Regions from separate parts of the Gossypium arboreum genome. Here region 2 is linked to region 1. A link is a contact called in public Hi-C data. All regions are on one chromosome and are shown on one strand. The core of a region is the stretch at or near the end of the contact, and the rest is flanking DNA. Distances in the headings are between cores, read along the strand shown.

Region 1 (6,401 bases), core at 1,740-4,239:
AAAAGGTCAGAGAGACTACAAGAAAGAGAAACAGAGGGGTAAAACTGATATCATAGGCAAGTTAGCATGAATAGAACAGAAAATATCATCAAGTTTAATCAAATCTCGTTTTTTTTTTTTTTGTTAACATTGATCCTAACCAATTCATCAATTTTCAAGCTCCACATGAGACATACTAATTTAGAACAAATGAAGTCAATACTATTGCATTGAGATGACAAGATTTAGGCAAACATTTCCTTAGGTATAAGTTTTCGCAAAACATTTAATGCTTTGAAGTTACCAGCCTGTCAGTAACTTCAAAGTAATAATGCCCTCTTAAAGTTCATGATAAATACCCAACAGCCCATGTTATTTTAGATTCAACAAGTTTACCTCTCGGTTAAACATTTTTTTTTCCATTTACTTAGATGTCATTCCAGAATTTCAAATAATTACGTCACAGGTGTGTGGCAAAACAAAGAAAATACCAGAAAAAGGATCAGTTGTTTTCAAGGTAACAATCACCACTAGATCTGTTAGCATTTAGAAAATGGCATTTCATCAAAGAGCTTAACTGCTCAATGTTTTTGAACCAATCAAAGAAGATGTGACGAGCTAAAATGTCATCATTGAGCAAAACAGAATAAGGATGAAATGAAGAATAGAGAAACTAAAGAAATAGTCAAAGAACTAGTGCTGAATAAACCTCCAATACAAATCAGATTAGGTTGATTTAAACATAAATCACAAGGAACAATTGGAGAAAGCTAACAACCTAATTATTTTGGTTCAACAGATTCCCCTCTCAGCATTCAACTAAATCCAAAGTAAATCATCAGGCAATCACATATACTGCCTATGATAAATTCATTTACCAAACTGCATAAATTCATTGACCAAGTTTGAAGAAAAAAGTGAACCACGAAGGTCCAGATAAAGGACATTGTAATGTACATACCTGTTCTTGTAAACTCTGACAGCAAAATTCTTTCTCATTAGTGATCCTTGGAAAACCATATTATTCCGTTAAACTGAAGAAACAGCTTCTCAAACTCCATACCAAAACCTAGAAAAAGAACCACACAGATTCTTGAAATCTCAAATCTGCCAACTAGCAATCCTTATAAGGAGCCAAAATTTTAAAGTAAAAAATAAGATTAAAAAAATAATAATTATATAAGTACATTGAAACTCTAAAATTTCAAATATAATATTTACCACCAAAAAACCCAATCAAATTACAACAAAGTTTCCTTTTAGAGTTTATTATGCTGATAACCTTCCAAGTATCCATCAAAATGTTATTAAGGTAAACCTAAAAAGGTAATAGAAAAAAACCAGCTCTCCACAGTTCATGTTAAACATAACATGATCCCCATTCACCCACCACAGACAAGGGAGTTAGCTGACTAATAGCAAGCCAAATCACTCTCTGAAGTTAAGATAAGATGAATGAAAGCCAAGGACTAATTGAAATTCTGTGACTGCTCCTTCAATGGAATTGTCTTTACTGCAGGACTTTGTAAGCTTCTGTAGCCTGTACAGTTACTCTCTACTAAAGCCCTAGTTTCTAGGAAATTCAAGTTAACTATTTGGATGTATTTTCCTATTTTCGGTAATCATTTGCGGTTTAATTAAAATTCAATCCAGAGACATCAATATATGTATGTAGCTTATGGATTAGAATGAAGACAACATTGAAACAGAAACAAGAAGACTACAGTATTATTTGGATGCTGCAAATCAAAGGATATAAAGACCTTAACAAGAATTGCAAAATAAACATAAAATGATCCAACAACCACTCTCAAATTCCAGATGCTAAAAAACATATGCTGCTAGATGGAAACTAGCACGGTAATAATGAAAACAAAAGATTTACCCAAATCATTACTTCAAAAACCTATCTCCAACTGGTTCCTTACGTCATTTACATGGCTTTATATTTTAAAATAACTAGCAAGTTCAAGAGAACAGAATAGTGAAACAACAACTTAATAAAATCATTTTTACACCTTAATGATTCAGGCATACATACATACTGGCCTCCCAATCATAGAAAAAATAATATTAACCTATGGAAGTGCAAGTTTAATCTGTTTCTTTTACACTTTTACAACAGCAAAACAAATTAATAACTAAAGTTAACACAAGAACCCCCTCAGACATTAAAATTTCATTTATCCAAAGACCTACATAGCCTTTAAAAATCATACTATCAAACAATATGGTCATACAGAAAGTAAATAGATCAAATGGGTTTTCTTATGGTTTGAAAATAACGAGGCCCAAAGAAGTAATTAGTCAAAACATTCAGAAATTGCAAGGAAATAAGAGAGACCTCAATCAAGATCTTTCAACACTGTTATGGGTCTCTATGATCTTAACAAGGAACCCAAAAACGAAGCTTTGATTCTCTAACTTGTTAAGCAGGAACCCGGATTCATATATCAAAATTCAAAGATAAATAAATTCGGAAAAACATAAAGAAATTTTCAAAGCTAACACGAAAAAAAGAAAGGAAGGAAAGGAAAACAGAAAGAAAAAGAGGAACTGGTACCTAAATGCACCTTAGAGTTGTGGAATGTTGGAATTTCCTTCATTTTCTTGATTTTTGTAAGAAGCAGAATATATTTTAAAAAGAGCCCAGATTTCGCTATTATGTTGCTGTGCCTTCAGGCCCTCTTTTCTTCTTTTTTTTTTTTCTTTATTTCTAGCAGTTTTTTTTGCTCTCCTTTTCGTTTTTCAATGGATTAAATATCTGGGGTTTAGTTAAAGTTTCTTTAATTGTTTGCTGTGATTACTTAGATAGAAAGGGTGGGACATTCTCGTCATTTTCTGAATTTTCTTACGCATATTTTGACTGGATTTTGGGAACGGTACTACTGACAACCGCCAAAAGAGCCGGTTGCCGGTCGAAGTTCCTCAGTACAGAGATTTTATGGTATTCTTAGCGCCGGTTGCCATTTTTTTCCGAAGGAGAAAGTGCTTTAAACAAATATAACTTAAATTTTTAATGCTTAACATTGTTGTTTAAAATAATAAAAAATACTTTTAAAAAATAATATCTAGTTTAAATATAATATTGTAAAATCAAAATTAAAATTTATAAAAGATGAATCCAAAATTTAGATACCGTATTAAGTCAAGGTAAAATACATCCAAGATCGTTAAATTATTATTAAGTTTATGTTTTGGTCATCCAACTTAAAAAAGTTATAAAATGATCATTTAACTATTAAAAGTTTTCATTTAATTCATTGAGCTGTGATTTTTTCATTTAATTCATTCAACTATTAAAATCACTGTTGTATGGCTTTCTTTATTCGCACTGTGTGCACCAATCGAAAACTTGCATTCCCCTTCTCTTATGTAGTTTAGTTTTTTCATAAAACATCTTTGAACATCACGAATATGTGAACCAACATCCAAACAATTTTTTTCTCTGATCCCTGACACTAATCTTCAAATCAATTTGGAGATAAGATATGTTCATCTACTCATCGATGGGAACTAATACATCATACCGATTGTTGAATGGTCACTTAAAGCTCGTTAATCATATTTAAAAAAAATAAAACTTAATAGCCCAATAATTTAAATAAAAATTTTTGAATAGTTCAACTACTATTTTGTAACTTTTTAAAGTTATATAATCAAACTATAAATATAATAATAATTTAGTACCCTAACTTAAAATGTCAAACCTTTGATTATTTCTAATTTAAAAACTAATTATTTCAGACACTTATGAGTTGAAAAACTACTTTGAAACTTAATTCATTTCAAAAAATAATCTCATTAAAATGATTTAATAATAATTAATTTTATAGCACACCTAGGTAAAAAAATAATGTTAAAAAATATATTAATAAAAATTTTATATAAAAATTAAATGATGTTTAAAAGTTGCATAAATTGTGCTTTCCATTCAAATTTTATTGAATTATAAAATAAAAAACAAAAACCTCCTCATAATCATATAATTTTATTTTGTAAAATAATTATGTTTTAATAATTTCTCAATTAAATTATGTTTTGTAAAAGAAAATATTTAAATAATTAAATTAAAATCCCACAACATAATAAAAGTTTCAATAGAAAATATATATTATAAGTGGTATTAATTCCAATTTGATACATAAGAATAATAAATAAAGAGTAAATACAAAAATTGAAAGTCAATGTTTGAAAACAGGTGTGGTCCTAACTCACTCGTAAGGCAAAATTGAAATTAGCATCCGTCAGTTTTGACCCATTAAAAAGTCTTGCTTTGGATGTTGCGTTTATTTAATTTAATATCTTTTTTCTTCTAAAAAGCAAAGAAGGCGAAGGTTCCTCATCCAACAAAACTGTAGAGCAATGAATTGTATTGGGTGCAGAATCCATAACCCAAATCTGTCTGAAAAAAAATATTCTTTCTTTCTTTCAGAGTTTTTTTAAGACTGCAGGGGTTGGAGTTCATGTTCTCGAGCTGCTCCATCAACCGGTTGATATGGAATCTGCCCCTGTCGTCTGCGACTCCATAGCCATATTCCAGATGCGATTAATCCTGCAATTATAAACATCATAATACCCAAAAGAACCACCAGATACTGCCGCTGCCACCATGTTCTGTATTATTACATGAACAAATCCATTTAGACCTTATATCAGCAAAAGTAAATGGAGCAAATCAAAATGGAGTTGGAATGGGTCATTAAATATATATCCTGCATGCATATATACAAACTGTTTCTTATACAATACAACTATATGTTATGCCATTAGCACCAATGTACTAAACAGAAGATCTACACCCTATAGAACGACAGCATTCACTGATCCAGCCATTATCACCAATTAACTTTGTAAAAGATCTACACAGACACGAGAAGAGTGAGGGAATTCTAGAAATTATAATTTATAGCCAGCCTTTCTTAATTCAGATCCATGCAAGAGTACGAGGAGAAAGAGAGAGAGAGAGAGGTGGAAACATACTGTTTCGAAGGAGGCTTCACTTCCCATTGCACCAACTGATAATTTCCGAAGTCATCAGGAAGCATCACACGATGTTCAGCAAGCCGAGATATTATATTCTGGAAGCAGGAACTCATGAAACAAATAAATTGTATTCTTGTACATAAAAGGAAATGCAATGATCTAAAAAGAGAACTTACTATTGCAGTAGTATTAGAAATGTAGGTTGCTGATCCTGAGGGGACTATGGACCATTTAATAAAAGATATGTTTCCTTCAGATGTAAAATTCAATAAATGTACCTGAAATCATCCAAAAGTTTTCTTAATCCAATAAGGTGAAACCTAACCATAGACAGAAAAACCAACTGTTCAGTAAGATAGTTTGAAAATTCCTTCGGTATTTAACATGTAATTTCACATTAATAATACATAAATTACAGTCATAAAATGCTCCTGCTTTCGAAGATGGTAGTTGTTTAACCTGTGAACCATTAACGCCTAGCTCCTTAGCCATGAACTCAAGAAGCATGACAAGACGAGGCTTTAGATATGAGTGGTTGACGTTCAATGCCAAATCCAATGAAATTTCACCAATTTCAATTTCCCCTATATATCAACATGAAAATGTCACTATAGTATCACAATAGCACTTGGAAAGCATACTCTACAAAAATTTATCATTTATGCATTTCAATAAAATGAACTGCAGAGTAGAGTTCTAACTTCTAACCCTGTGATAGGTCCTGGTATAACCATGGTTTACAGTACCTATAAGAGCATATATAGGTGATTCCTCAGGAGCTGATATAGGTGGCATTTCAAAGGTTGAATTTTCCTTCCCACTTGAAGATGATGGAGATGGAGATGGAGATGGAGATGGAAATGGTGATGGTGATGGTGATGGTGCACTGGTTACATGAAGCCTTTCCCATAGTTCAGAACAATTAGTCTTCCAGAAACCGATCTTTGAGTCCTTGCGGTCATATGTAACAAGAGTATTCCGCACAATGATTCCTATTACAACACGAAAGAAAACCGATCTTTGAGTCCTTGCGGTCATATGTAACAAGAGTATTCCGCACAATGATTCCTATTACAACACGAAAGAAAACAACAAAACAGCAGTCTAACTAAAGCTTTGCCCAAGAAGATGGTCCCAGTTCCATCAAATTCCAATCCTAAGACCGAGCAACCAAAAACAGTCTCATGAAAACTTAAAATGAATAGCATCACAGAATACAAGTTATCTGAAATTAAACATACCTCCCAGAAGGGTAGTTGGGTCCATTCCATTTTGGAAGATCCCAAGGCAATATGCACCTTGTACCTTTGAATGCTTCATGAATAAGATGTAAGATAAGAGGAAAACCCCTAGTCATGTATTGAACATTAAGAACAGGGCAAAATACTGAATCAAATACAATTATTGCTAAACCAACTTCAAGTATAACCTTAAGA
Region 2 (5,935 bases), core at 2,694-5,193, 140 kb before region 1:
CAATTCTATCTTTTTTTTTTCTCTTCTCTTCTTCCCATCTCATGCTAATTATTATGGTAAAAGAAAAAAAAATTGAAAAGAACAACACCCCCTTCAATTTGATGTCTCTTCCTGAAAATGAATGAAAGATGCTCATGAGATGGGAAAAAAATGAAAAAAGTTGTGATCTCAAACAGTCCAGCTCATATAGCAATATGAGATAAATGAAGATTTCCTAGGTTTTATATAAAAGTGTGCAAATTTCTAGAGCAAATGTCAGTTTGCCCCAAGAACAATAGGATCCATATACGCATATTGTTACGCCATGAAGTCAAATAGTTGCCCCCAAAAGAGCTTTTCATTGCAGAGAGTGTACAGTTTGATGCAAAATTTGACATCTTGATAGCTTACAATGCTGATGAAGCTTAACACGTGAGTAACATAAGTATATGCTAAACTTTGTTTTGACATGAAAATATATAAATCTAATGATTTTGTCTAAACTGGAAAGACATAAGATGGTGCTGATTTTATGCCAGGGACTTTGTTTGAGTATGTTTCACTAACCGTAAGGGTTTGAACAACACCCATGATTCAATGCTACACCTTTTTCTTTACTGTTCCTTCAAACCTGAAATCATACTGCACTTCATTTCATTTACTAATGCCACATCCCATCTCATTTCTCAAATCACATTTGGCTTCTTTCTTCCTCTTCTTGTAAAATCTCACCGGTACACTCTACAATTAATGACCCTTGTTTCGTTTGTTTAATAAACATTACCCTTCACTTTTCAACCTAAATGAGAAATGCCAAGCAATGACAAATTGATTGAGAAACGCTATATGTACGTCACCAAAATAAAGTAATATCCCTGTACAGGATGTCATACTTAGAATACCACATGGCATCTATACTGAAGAAGTGTGTCCCCTCAGGGTGAGAAGTGCATGTACAAACCATACTTGATGCAACAAGAAGGTTGGGAAATAGACACTAAGCATGTACAAAGATATAATTGTAGATAGCATCAAAAGTTTACCACTGCCCTTCCAGGTGTTGTTTTCTCATAACATGTATACATACAAAATCCCAACTTAATAAATTTATCTAACCTGAGGATCTCCGACTCCACTTACCTGTGCCAGATTTTCTTTTTCCTCTCTTCCTTTTGTTGCTAGGGCCCTTTGACTTGGAAGTAGAAGTTAACTTCACATTTGGTGGAACAGGAGGGTTTGTAGGGGGGTTATCTGCAGGAGCAAGAGCAGTACAAACTGTCTTAGGCTTTTCAATTGGAATCCGCGATTCCTCTGCCTGCTGAGTTAAACCACTTTGAAAATTTTGCAACTCTTCCTTGGCAGCCTGATTATGTATCAAAATATCATCCTCCGTCTGCATATATAATGATGGCAGTTGCATTATAAATGAAAACTAGATGGTCAAAATGGATATTTAGAAGCTAATACTAGCCATCATACACAACATCTATTACAAAAAAAGAAAAAAAAAAAACTAAAAACGGATCCTGATTAGATGTGCAAAAGAACTAGTAAGGAGGAAATAATAAGAAGAGCGAAAGAAAATTGATGAGGAGAATGTTTTTCAATTTCATATTAGACAGAGAAACAAAAAAGCTTTCTTTCCTAGTCATTAGTCACAGAGAAACAAAGCTAGCATTTTAGTAGGACCAGAATTAGCAGGAGCAAAGAATTAAACCATAAATCCAGATCCAACTAAAATCTTGTTATCTGCTACCATGGCAATAAGCAACAGCAACGAATTAAAGCGTAAAACTTAAAATAAGAGAAGAATTGTTAGCAATAGAAAACGATGGAAGAAAAAACTTCCAAAAGACCAAGACGAAGAAGAATGTGTGAAAAGAGAGCTCACATTTTCATAAGAAATCCCAGCAAGATGCTGACCGGAGCCCTCAATCATATCAGGAAAGGGTGTCACCTCTCCATGGCTTGAGACTGCACTTCCAGGCCTAAAAAGAACTCTAAAGTGACTCTTAGATCGATGCTGGGATGAAGTATGTTGAGATCTAACCAGGGCTCTATCTCCACTCCGAGTTGGAGAAGGTTGATTTCTAGAACCGGTTAATGCAGGTGAACTCAACATATTAATGGAAGAGAACTTTCGAGGACTTTCATTCACCGTCTTGTCAACTCTGGTCTTTAGTTTACGAGCTTGCGATTGAAGAAGATCAATCTTTCTAAGGATCTGTTCTGACAAAGTATCAGAATCACTGAATTCAAGATGAGACAAGTCATCAATAAATCCAAAGTCATCATTGGTGTAGTCTGTTTTGGTTCCTGCAAAAATTATGATGTAAGAAAATAGACAAAATCTCATCTAGTAGAGGGAGAAAGCCAATGTTTGCAGGCACACAATGCAAGAGTTATTAGTTGAACCTTGCCCTATTACCTACAAGCTACACAGTCACCAAATCTGAGTTAAATATAACTCCTCTTACCTAATTTACCATTATCATCATCTAGAGTGGCAGTAGCAATGACAGATTTCTTACTTTCTGGGAGCAAAGAAAATAAACTCATCAGGTTTGCACTTGGAAAATACATTCCAAAAAGAATGATTATGAAAATCATACCATAATACGAGTAGATGTTATGACATGACATGTAAGATGCTAAATCAGTCATATTTTCAATCCGTTTTCTTTTCCTCCTCTTCATTACTTTCTTCCTTTGAACTTGACATTGAAAGGGTTGTGACTTTACATTAAGCCCTTCAATTGTGAACTTTTCATATTCAAACTTCCTTTTCTGATCATATCCCACAATTTCTCTATCATATCTTGATGCTTGAGACTTAAGTTCCTTAAGTTGCAGCTCTAACCATTTAAATCGCCACATAAGGGGATGAATAAACCTCCTCCAATGATCCGTCAACTTTCTCTTCCTGGAAAATTTAGGAAAAGGAAAACAATCTAAATAGTGCACCATGTAATCTGACATAAAATCGAGAAAAGATATACACACCACAGAACAGTAAGACAGTAGCAAATAACACTTTAAACAAACATAACATAGTTCAACCTACAAAAAGTACCTCATTTGAAACAATCCATCAAGCAGAGATCCGAACGGACTGCCACCAGATAATGCTGATTCAACTTCAGCATCACTTATTGCAGAGTCGTTCTCATCCCCAGACATTGTACCACCGAAAGAACTCGAATTATCAGTGGCATCCTGAAATTCGGTGACAGGTAACCTATCAACGCCAGAATTTGTACATTCAGTTATGTTAATGTCCACATCCTGGTTTCCTTCGTGTATCTTTGGTGGTTCTACTCCACTGAAGGTTTCCTCAACAAAGCCATTGTCCTCACAATTACTCACACAATGCATAATCTTATCTTTGGAATCAAAGGGCAAGTTTCCATTTTCGTTATTATTCGAAAACACTTCCGTCATTGATTTCGACTTGTTTTTTAGCTCCAAGTCAAGGACTCCTTAAATTCATTATAAGTGAGTTAATAACTAATCCCTGAAAAATTCAAATCAATAATTTTAACCTTTGCTTCTTCCTTTTTTCCTTTTAAAAGGTAAAACATTCATCGACGTAGCAGGGAAAAGAAAAGATAATGATAAATCAAGACTCGTTTATTTCCACAATAGATGGTAAAAGTGATCAATGAAAACCATAAGGAAAAATTATTCTGATGAAATAAAAATAAAAATTACAAAAAAGAAAAACGGAAATCCACAAAATCAGAAAACCCTAAACCTCAGAACAGGGAAGAGAGAAGAGGAGGAGAAGAACCTGGCATTCGAGTCTCTTTGTTTCCGTGTTGAACTTTGATTGGTGAGCGAGAGAGCCAAGTTCACCATGCGCAGGAGAGTGTTACGCCGCAATGACGTAGGGTTCTTTTTTTATTTTTATTTTTATTTTTTGGAATTTATTGAATAGTTTACAAATTGAAATAAAAATAAATTAAATAAAAGTCAAAGGACCATATCAAATGTTGGCTTAAAAGTAAGGATTTCTAGTCAAACTCTATTAATAGTCGCTATACTATTGTATAAAATTAATTTAAGTTTTGTATTAAAAATTGCTTGATTATTTTTCTTTTTAACAATATCATTGTAGGAGTACTCAAATCGACGTTTTCTTGCATTAGTAATAATATTCATGCTAATTGAGTTAAAAATAAATCAGCTGTTCTAGATTATTTTTTATATACTAAATATTTAGGGTAAATTACACTAATATTCACTCAACTTTGATGTGGTTGACAAAACAGCCACTCTGATTTCAATTCAGTGACTTAACTTTCTAAAAATAACAAATCAACCCTTTTAATCATTTTCCATTACAAATGTAATAGAAAAATGACATGACATGTAACTGATAAAACAGTCACTTTGATTTCAATTCAGTCACTCAACTTTCGAAAAATAACAAATCAGTCATTTTAACCATTTTCCGTTACAAACGTAATGGAAAAGTGACATGACATCCTATTGTGTAAAAGGTCCCAATTTAAAACCTTAACTAGGCTGGGGAATAAAAGAAGAAGAAGAGGAAGGACGAGAAGGAGGAGGAGAATAAGAGAAAATTTTCATATCAAACAGAAAGGATCTTTTAAATCCTATTAGCGAGTTGGACTAATTGCTATTTAAATTTCATCAAACAAAGCCTAAATTGTTGTTTTTTAATACAATTTTATCTTTATTCCACAGATAATGCAAGGCAAAATAAGCTGAAAAACAAGCAATTTAATCATAGGGAAGCATATTTAACAGTTCTTCACTTTTCTGAATCTTATGTATATGGCGCCATAGCTTTGGTACAAAGCATTGTCCGAACCAATTCAACAAAAGATTTACTGCTTCTCCACGATGAACACATATCCTCTAGATCCTTAACAGGATTAAGAATTGTCGGTTGGAAAACAAGACAAATTGAATGAATTCGAAGCCCTTTTTGCAGAGAAAGGTTCATATAACGAATGGAATTACAATAAGCTCTGAATCTGGTTGTTAACATGGTATCACAAAGTCATTTTCATTGATTCAGGTTTATTGGTTTTTAAAAACATGGTTTGGGTTGTTGCTGTCGCAGTCAAGTTCAAATTTGTAGTTGTCGCATTTGGGAGGTTGGGTTGGTAATAAAAAATGGTAGCTCATTGTGACATTTTCACAAACAATTGGGTTGCAATATTTGTTTTTGGTTTTGGCGACACAAGATTGGAAACTGTAGTTTAGTGACAAAACAATGGTGGCCATGAGGGCATAGAATGGAAGTTGTGGTTTAGGTTTTGGCATGACAGAATTTGGATGGGAAGAGATTGAAAGGTAGAGAAGAAGACAAAAGAGATTGATGATAGAGTGAAACAGATCACCATCTTTGAAAATAGAGATTTTTGGGATGGAAAAGAAGAAGTATAAACATATTGGGCCATTTATGCAAAAAGTAAAAATATTGGGTCATTTATTAAAAAAGAAAAGGAAGGACTAAAAAAAGATGCCATTTGGGTGATTGTTGATTGTTTGACGAAGTCTGCATACTTTATTTCGGTACGTATGGATTTCTCCCTAGACAGATTAACAGAGTTATATGTTTCTGAAATTGTCGGAATACACAGTGTGCCAGTCTCCATTATTTCAGACAGAGATCCACGATTCACACCCCGATTCTGGAACAAGTTGCAAGATGCTCTAGGTACGCAATTACATTTCAGCACTGCATTCCACCCTCAGACTGATGGTTAATCCGAACGTGTGATACAAATTCTAGAAGATATGCTTCGGTGTTGTATTTTAGAATTCAAAGGCAATTGGGAAAAGTATCTGCCTTTAGTTGAATTCGCATATAATAACTATCAGTCAAGCATTAAAATGGCACCGTATAGAGCTATGTATGGTCGTAAATGTAGAACTCCGTTGTATTGGACTGAGTTCAGTGAGAAAAAGATACATGGAGTTG

Evidence for each region. Hi-C and Micro-C count contacts between places; a contact is called where the count stands out from the background.
Region 2: a Hi-C map of leaf shows a contact between it and region 1, with 4 times the contacts expected there. The contact joins the promoter of LOC108466971 here to the promoter of LOC108473806 in region 1. A contact is called at or near these places in 3 of 5 Hi-C or Micro-C datasets (all in leaf).

The regions. Positions count from the first base shown.
Region 1 is chr11:38,010,542-38,016,942 of ASM2569848v2, reverse strand. It overlaps LOC108473806 (U-box domain-containing protein 4-like), which reads right to left and starts at 2,989. Exons shown (of 6, transcript XM_017775572.2): 1 at 2,543-2,989; 2 at 941-1,048. It also overlaps the pseudogene LOC108471447.
Region 2 is chr11:38,152,713-38,158,647 of ASM2569848v2, reverse strand. It overlaps LOC108466971, which reads right to left and starts at 3,943. Exons shown (of 6, transcript XM_053020814.1): 1 at 3,770-3,943; 2 at 3,053-3,301; 3 at 2,592-2,902; 4 at 2,457-2,513; 5 at 1,871-2,295; 6 at 808-1,372. The coding sequence starts at 3,837. The coding sequence ends at 1,091.